Linked DNA regions of Mus musculus: region 2 is linked to region 1. A link is a contact called in public promoter capture Hi-C data. All regions are on one chromosome and are shown on one strand. The core of a region is the stretch at or near the end of the contact, and the rest is flanking DNA. Distances in the headings are between cores, read along the strand shown. Region 1 holds the start of Atp8b4 (ATPase, class I, type 8B, member 4). Region 2 holds the start of Usp8 (ubiquitin specific peptidase 8).

Region 1 (3,532 bases), core at 615-3,114:
AATTCTGTTTTAGAGATTAAAGCCCTCAAGTCAGGAACGACTGAGGAAAAAGTTTCTAGAAATCATTCGGTAGTTTAATTCCCACAGCAAGGGTGATGTCACATTCTGAGTTATGGAGCAGAGAGTATTTTTATAAAAGTAAAAATGCTTAGAGTTGAAATGGATATATTCACTATCTTCAAGATAAACGACTCGGAGACACTTTGGAAGGAGACAGTGAGAAGCTGAGAGTGAAAGTAGAAGGCTGTCAGGGAATGAAGAAAGTGCGTTCCTTTAAGCCTCATCTATGGGCAATCTTGCAAGTGAGAAGAACTTTCAGGAAGATGTAAAATAAGAGAAGAGGAAAGCTGTCCACATGCATGTGGTCCACGTGCTCTGCAGTCCACAGATGCTTTTAGCTCCATCCTTAACAATGGTTATCAGTTAGCACCACTCTCTCAGCATCTAATGAACCAGTAAAACAGAACCTGTCAGATTAGTCCCCAGGGACAATTCTCTTGTCTTAACAAGTTGGCTTAGACACCTTGATTAGTCGTTTTCTTCTGGCCAGATGGGGCACCAGATGTCATCCTCACGTTCTGTGTTCTCCCTCCTGACGCCATCCAACGTCTGCTCTGGCTCCTTTTGGTACCTGCCTCATGAAACAAAGAAGTAATTATGAAAAGGCTGTATGTGGTGGAAATATCTGTAATCCTAGCAACCAGGAAGCTGAGGCAGGGGGATTGCTGTGAGTTTGAGGCTAGTCTAGGATATATGGCAAGTGACAGACCTTCAGATCCTGTATCAAAACAGACAGACAGACAAACAAACAAACAAATAAACCAGAAAAAAAGTCCTGTGGGTGAGGACTGATTTGCCTATGTATTTTTTCAGAGGAAAGACTAACATAAAGAAATTTCTTTGTATTCTAAAAGCATTCTTTGATTGCTTCTGGGGTAGAGATAGTCGTTGACTTTAGCTGTGTACCCATCAGTGAGACCACCAGGCTGAAACAGATAGTTCCAAACCCATGGCTACACAAGTGCTCCTGGCTAAAATCAGAGAGTCTCCAAACAAAAAGAGGCATGACTGTGGGATTCAGGAGGGGAGCATGGTAGGAGTGAGCAGGAGATAGGGAAGGCTGTGGTGACCAAATGCACTACTTATGTGCTTATAATTGTCAAAGAACAAATTTAACTGACAAGAACACTCCTCCTGACAATCTCCTTTTAGCTGGAGGGCCCGAGGTTCTCCTCTAAGTTCTGGCTACTCTTCCCTTCTTTCCCATGCTCTTCAACTTGCTATGACATCAAATGTGCACTTATCCTGCTTGGTCCTAATCTGCTTTCAGGGTGTTTAGGAGATAGCCATATATGAAGGGACAGGGGCGGGCAAGAGAAATGAAATACTCCCAACCCTCAGGAGCCTCAAACAGATGATAGATCAAAGCCACTCTGGTGCTTGAGCCCTAGAAAGAATAATTGCTAAAAGGGGAGGGCCCTTCAGCATGTGTAGGTCCATGCTCCATTTCTTAGGGAAATAGAAAGCTTCGTTCATTCATGTTCAATAAACACACAGAATAGCACTGTGAGCCAGGCATGTGTCAGATATCAGGAACAAAACCATGGGCCAGATGAGGAGGTTCCCATGCCACTGAAGCTTGGGAAGTAATGAGAAGGCCAATGTAGTCCACAAATACAGTCTAGAGTGCCATCGACTCCGAGAGGAACAGTACCAGGGTTTGTGGGACACATAGGAAGTGGCTTGTGGAGGAAGTGCCATATGAGTTAATATGTGAGTTGAAGAGGGTGGGGCCGTGGTTACATGGCTATACTTATAGGGAAGATGACTCATGAAGGTCCCCAGATGGAAAAGAGTTAAGCTGAGCATTTCTGAAGTGCAGACACGAGGAGTGAACAGAGGATTGTGGAAAGTGAGGGAAGGAGGGAGAAACCAGGTAAGACCCATGAGCAGAAACAAGATGGTAGAGGTCTTAGCTGATGTGTTAAATCTTTCTTTCCTGAGGCTGATGTGAGGACTTCTGGGTTTCTTAGCAGGGTTATGACCTGATGCCATTCCACTTTAACGAGGATGTCTGTAGTTTTGATGTGGACACTGGTCTATAGCTTCCCAGGTCTGGACCAAGACAGGCCTATGAGCATAAGCACAGAGGAAGAATGGTGTGTGGTCAGCTGTAAGGTCCTAGATGATACCCACCGCCTAGGCAGGGATGCGGGCAGAGAGGAGGCTTTGGAGAGATGGTCTGGGCAGTCTTGGAACTGATAGCATGGAAGGTGTACAGGAGGGAACAGGGGGGTTTCTAATGTGTTATAATTACTCCTGATTCTAGTAGCACATGGCAACAATGACCAATCTTTGTGCTTAGACTCATCAGTTTTATTAATCTGGGCACTAGGAACGCCTAGATTCCTACTCTCAGCACCTCTTTTTTTGTCAGGCACCCCCCCCCCCCGGGAGGTAACAGGGAGACAAATGGATGGTTTCTGGCATTTTGGACACCAAGAGATCGGTATTAGAACCTTGGGGATTGATGCACTTCCCTTTAAACATCTTTTTTTTTTGTAACTGCTAAGCCAAACGTACTATTCTTCCCCTTATTTGGTGTCCGTGCGGCTGACCACACGGTACTTCTTTCAGTACACTCCATATGTTCTGCATGTAACTTCTCTGGGCAGGAAGCAGATACATCATTTCTGTTTCTAACCAACAGAATGCCGCCGATTCCATACGCCTGCTTGCTCTGCCACTTGTTTGCAATGCTTCATGTGCTCATTTCCACAGGTTGTGAATGTTGTGTGTAATCTGTTTGTGCATTGGCTCACTTTAGATCTTTGATAGGGTTTATCTCATAAAAAATTAGGCCACACACAGGAAAAAAAAGATAATAATGGTATTATTTTAGTGTGTTGGGTAGCAACTAAGAGAAGAACATATATATAGATAGGTGAGTAGAAAATTTTGGGTTGTGGTGAGTTGCAGCCTGGTTAGCAATTCCCAATTCCTAGTGTTTGTGATAAGTTAGAAAAGTTGATTAAAATTGTTTGCCAAATCCAGTGCACACATATGTGCTTATCAGGGGTTGCCATAAAGCCTTCACTGAGAAGTTCAAAAATTTCACTATGATGTAACATAGTCTGCTAAGAAAAACTGACAATAGACAAGTTAGCAGGGATGAGAAAACACTATGAGTTGTTGGTGACCAGCCAGTAATAATTCTGGATTCCAAGATGAAGACGCAAAGACAGATGCTGAGTCAACAATCCATTTTTGTGGGCTGTTTCACTGAAGCAGAGGGTGCCATATAGCCATTTGATTGGACAGAAATGGTCTGAGCCAACAAAAGATGATGTAGTAGAGGATGCCCACAAAATCTATCTGTCCAGATTCTTCTTGGCTCTCATTTGTGACATTTTCCCCCATTGGGGCATGGAACTGGACGCTTTAAGCAGTGGCATAGGGGGAATCTTAGGACCTATAATCCAAAAATATGTCAGAGAATTTCTTCTTGGACAGTGCTATGCAGCACTATGGT
Region 2 (3,532 bases), core at 449-2,948, 220 kb before region 1:
AAGTAAATAAATCAACAAGTTAAAGAATAAAAAGAAAACCTTAAATATTTTTGTTAGTTTATCTTATCCATTGTTATCTCAAAAACTACAAGTCACAAGCTATTCATTATTCATTCCTCACAGGCTTACATTACTACTGCAAGATCCGTGCAATGCCCAATATCTGGGCAAAAGAGCAGGAATATACATTTTAGGATCAACAGTGATACAGTGGCATAATTAAGTTATATACTAATTCATATTCTTAAATAAGCATACATACAGCCAACAGCACCTTAATTAGGCCAGTGCTCTATAGATGAGAAACTACCTAAATCCAACATGATTGACTTTCACCAGGGAGTCTTAAACAGAAAGAGTGAAATACTAAAAAAAAAGCAGATATCTTTAAAACAGAAACAAAAACCAAAAACTACCACCACCAACAATACACCGAGCCTGGCAGTGGTGGGCAGCACTCGGGAGGCAAAGGCAGGCAGAACTTTGAGATCAAGGGCAATCGTGGTTTAGAGTGAGTTCCATAATAGCTATGGCTGCACAGACAAACTGTCTCGAGAAAAAAAAGAAAGAAAGTAAGAAAAAAAGAAAGAGAATAAAGCCACCAAAACCAAAAAATAACACATGGAATTTTTAATGAAGTAGGATAATATACACAACTAAGAATACTCTAAGATTTAAAAAGAATACCCTTGCCAGGAGTGGTGCTTGATGCAGTTTTATCCATCTCTGGAGCCAAGGGAGGAAGGTTTCAGTGAGTTTGAGACAAGTCCTGTTTACATAGTAAGACCTTGTGGGTGGTGGCGGGGAACAACCAAGAATTACACCCTTTAGCTAGGCATCGTTTTGATCCGAAACCCTAGAGCTTTTTAATAAATATGAAACTCCTTAGATTCTGCAACACCTCTGTGAGTCACGTAAATATTTCTTGAATGACTGACTCAAGGTCATAGGCAGAAAGCAAGAACAAAACATAGGAACAGGGTCTGCAGCTTTGTGGGTAAAGGAATATCATTGTGATTTGGGGTTGACAACTCTCTCGGTACATCAGATGTGAAGGGAACTTGTCAGTGCCACAAGTCTACAAACGAAGAAACATTTTTAAGAAAAGAAAATGCCCTCTTTGAAGAAGTTTTAAGTGTGGTGAGTTTACTTAACTCAATTTTTGTACTTCACTGAAAACATGCGTGACCCGGGTAAAGGGGAATAGGGAAAACATGACAAATGGTCGTATTAAGGCCTGGGGTTGTAGGTAGCACAAAATGAGAAAAAAGGAAGCAAAAGGAAGGAGTCCAAAGTTGGGTCTAGTGTCCAACAGAAAGGAGAACTGGTCAAGGCCACCCTCTGAGACCGGCAAACTACATCAAACTCGCTGGGCACCGTAGGAGGGGGACGGGAGCGACCAAGAGTCGGGCCCTCCCTGGACCAGCCAGTTGTCTGGGGTTGTCCCACCCCTCCGCGGACAGGGCTCGTCTCCCGGATGACCAGCAGCTGGAGGACGCCTTCCCCAGGAACCGGGGCCGGAGCCAGGCCGCACTCACCGCAGCGCCCGCGCTCCGCTAACACCGGCCTCCTCGCCTGACGCCCATCGCCCACCACCAGAAGGAGAACGAGCCTTCGCTCTCAGACGCACGGCAGCGCAGCTCATCCCCTCTTCCCGATTCGCATTGCGTGGCGACGGGTCGCGTCTCGAAACGTCACGGCGAGGGCGGAGCTTCCAGTGAACCCTGTAACTCCGCCTTTCTGTCCCGTAGGGAGGGACATCAGGGCGGCCCTCTCCGGAAGGGTGAGCGCCGAACCGGCCTGAGCATGCGTCGGAAGGACAGTTTGAGCTGGTGCGGGACGGAAGCGCGCGTGCTGCGCTTCCGGTGTCCTCGCGCGTCTCTTTTCCGGGTGGAAGTCAGTTCAGATTGTGTCACATTGTGACTTGGAGCTGTCCACGGAGGAATCGAGGATATTTTGGCGCCTCTCAATAGTGCATTTTTCCCGTCAGATCGGACATTAGGGGGAAAATACGGGGAGAGGATTGATACCTTCTAAAACTTGGGAATAAACATTCTCCAAAGCCAAGCCTCTGGTTAAAGAACAGACGTGTTTGGAAAACACATTGCACAAACACCGTCAACATTTCCAAAAGGACCAGTCTTACAAAGCTGGGGTTTGAACTCTTTGGAGAGTTGTCTTGTGGAGAAAAGATGGGCTACTCGTGGACATAAAAATTGCTTAAGAGTGGAGTTGTTTTCCCTGGTCACTAAATCCGTTGGGACAGTCCAACTTTTTAATGCATGTCAAATCTAAAAGCACAGCTCTACTAAGTATATAAAATGAAAATACTTAGCAGATAGGCTGCCATTAAACGTTAAAGAGTAGTAAGCATCCAGTCTACCAACCTTTAAAATAAACCTTAGTTTCGTTTCCATTACAATTAGCTACATGCAAAGGTATTCTTGTGCTGGGCGGTGGTGGCACACGCCTTTAGTCCCAGCACTTGGGAGGCAGAGACAGACGGATTTCTGAGTTCGAGGCCAGCCTGGTCTACAGAGTGAGTTCCAGGACAGCCAGGGCTACACAGAGAAACCCTGTCTCGAAAAACCAAACCAACCAAACAAACAAAATCTTGCATTTCTCCTTTAAAAAATCAACACTAAATTATATACTATTTGTTCTCCCTAGACAAGTAAAGACTGGTGTGATTTGATACCGTGCAATGCTGGGAACTACTGGATAAAAGCCTCAAATGTTTTTTTTTTCCCCCTCATAATTAAGGAAGAAATTGTTTTTTTGAGGATGGATTATTTTAGGAAAATGTTTTTTCTCTGCTCAGCTTTGTGGAATTGAGTAAGGAAAGAAAAACTTAGAGCTGAATGTGAGAATAAGTATAAAACACATGGAGAACATTTTGGGGTGCTCTGACAATTGGAAGGAGGTAGGACTGAAAGGAAGAGAGACATCATTGGAGTGTATCAGTGAAAATTTTCTCTGAGCCCAACAAGATGCGTGAAGTCCTTACCAGGTAAACTTGGCAATCTGAGTTTGATTCCTGGAAAACACACACACACACACACACTCACGCACACACATGAGTTGTATACACACATGTGAGTTGTCCACACACACACACACACACACTCATGCACACTCACTCACACACGTGAGTTGTCCACACACACACATACTCACACACACGTGAGTTGTATACACACACACACACACACACACACACGAGTTGTCTTTTGATCTCCATGTGCTTCCCCTCCCAGAGAACAATATTTTTTTTTAATCTCTGAAGATGAGGTCCCAGAAACGCTTTTAACAAATACTGCTTTTTAATATTCACCTACAGTTTTTTAAACAATTTTATGTATTTATGCATGTGATGCCTTCTGAGGCCATGTTAGTTGTGAACCACCCAACATGGGTGCTGGGAGCTGAACCTTTGTCCCCTTGAAGAGCAGCAAGAGCTCTTAGCTCTTGAGCCATCTCTCCAACCCATACCTATAGTTATTTTATTTGCATTGATGTAATTCTGGTTCTA

What was found. Promoter capture Hi-C pulls out the DNA fragments that hold promoters and counts their contacts.
Region 2: a contact with region 1 is called in a promoter capture Hi-C map of macrophages, with 5 read pairs. The contact joins the promoter of Usp8 here to the promoter of Atp8b4 in region 1. A contact is called at or near these places in 2 of 39 promoter capture datasets (macrophages and neutrophils), 2 of 115 datasets of contacts at active chromatin or transcription factors (effector CD8 T cells and memory CD8 T cells) and 2 of 9 other capture datasets (adipose tissue and liver).

The regions. Positions count from the first base shown.
Region 1 is chr2:126,489,885-126,493,416 of GRCm38.p6, reverse strand. It overlaps Atp8b4 (ATPase, class I, type 8B, member 4), which reads left to right and starts at 1,864. Exons shown (of 28, transcript NM_001080944.3): 1 at 1,864-1,936.
Region 2 is chr2:126,705,494-126,709,025 of GRCm38.p6, reverse strand. Usp8 (ubiquitin specific peptidase 8) reads right to left here and starts at 1,698. Exons shown (of 19, transcript NM_019729.3): 1 at 1,539-1,698.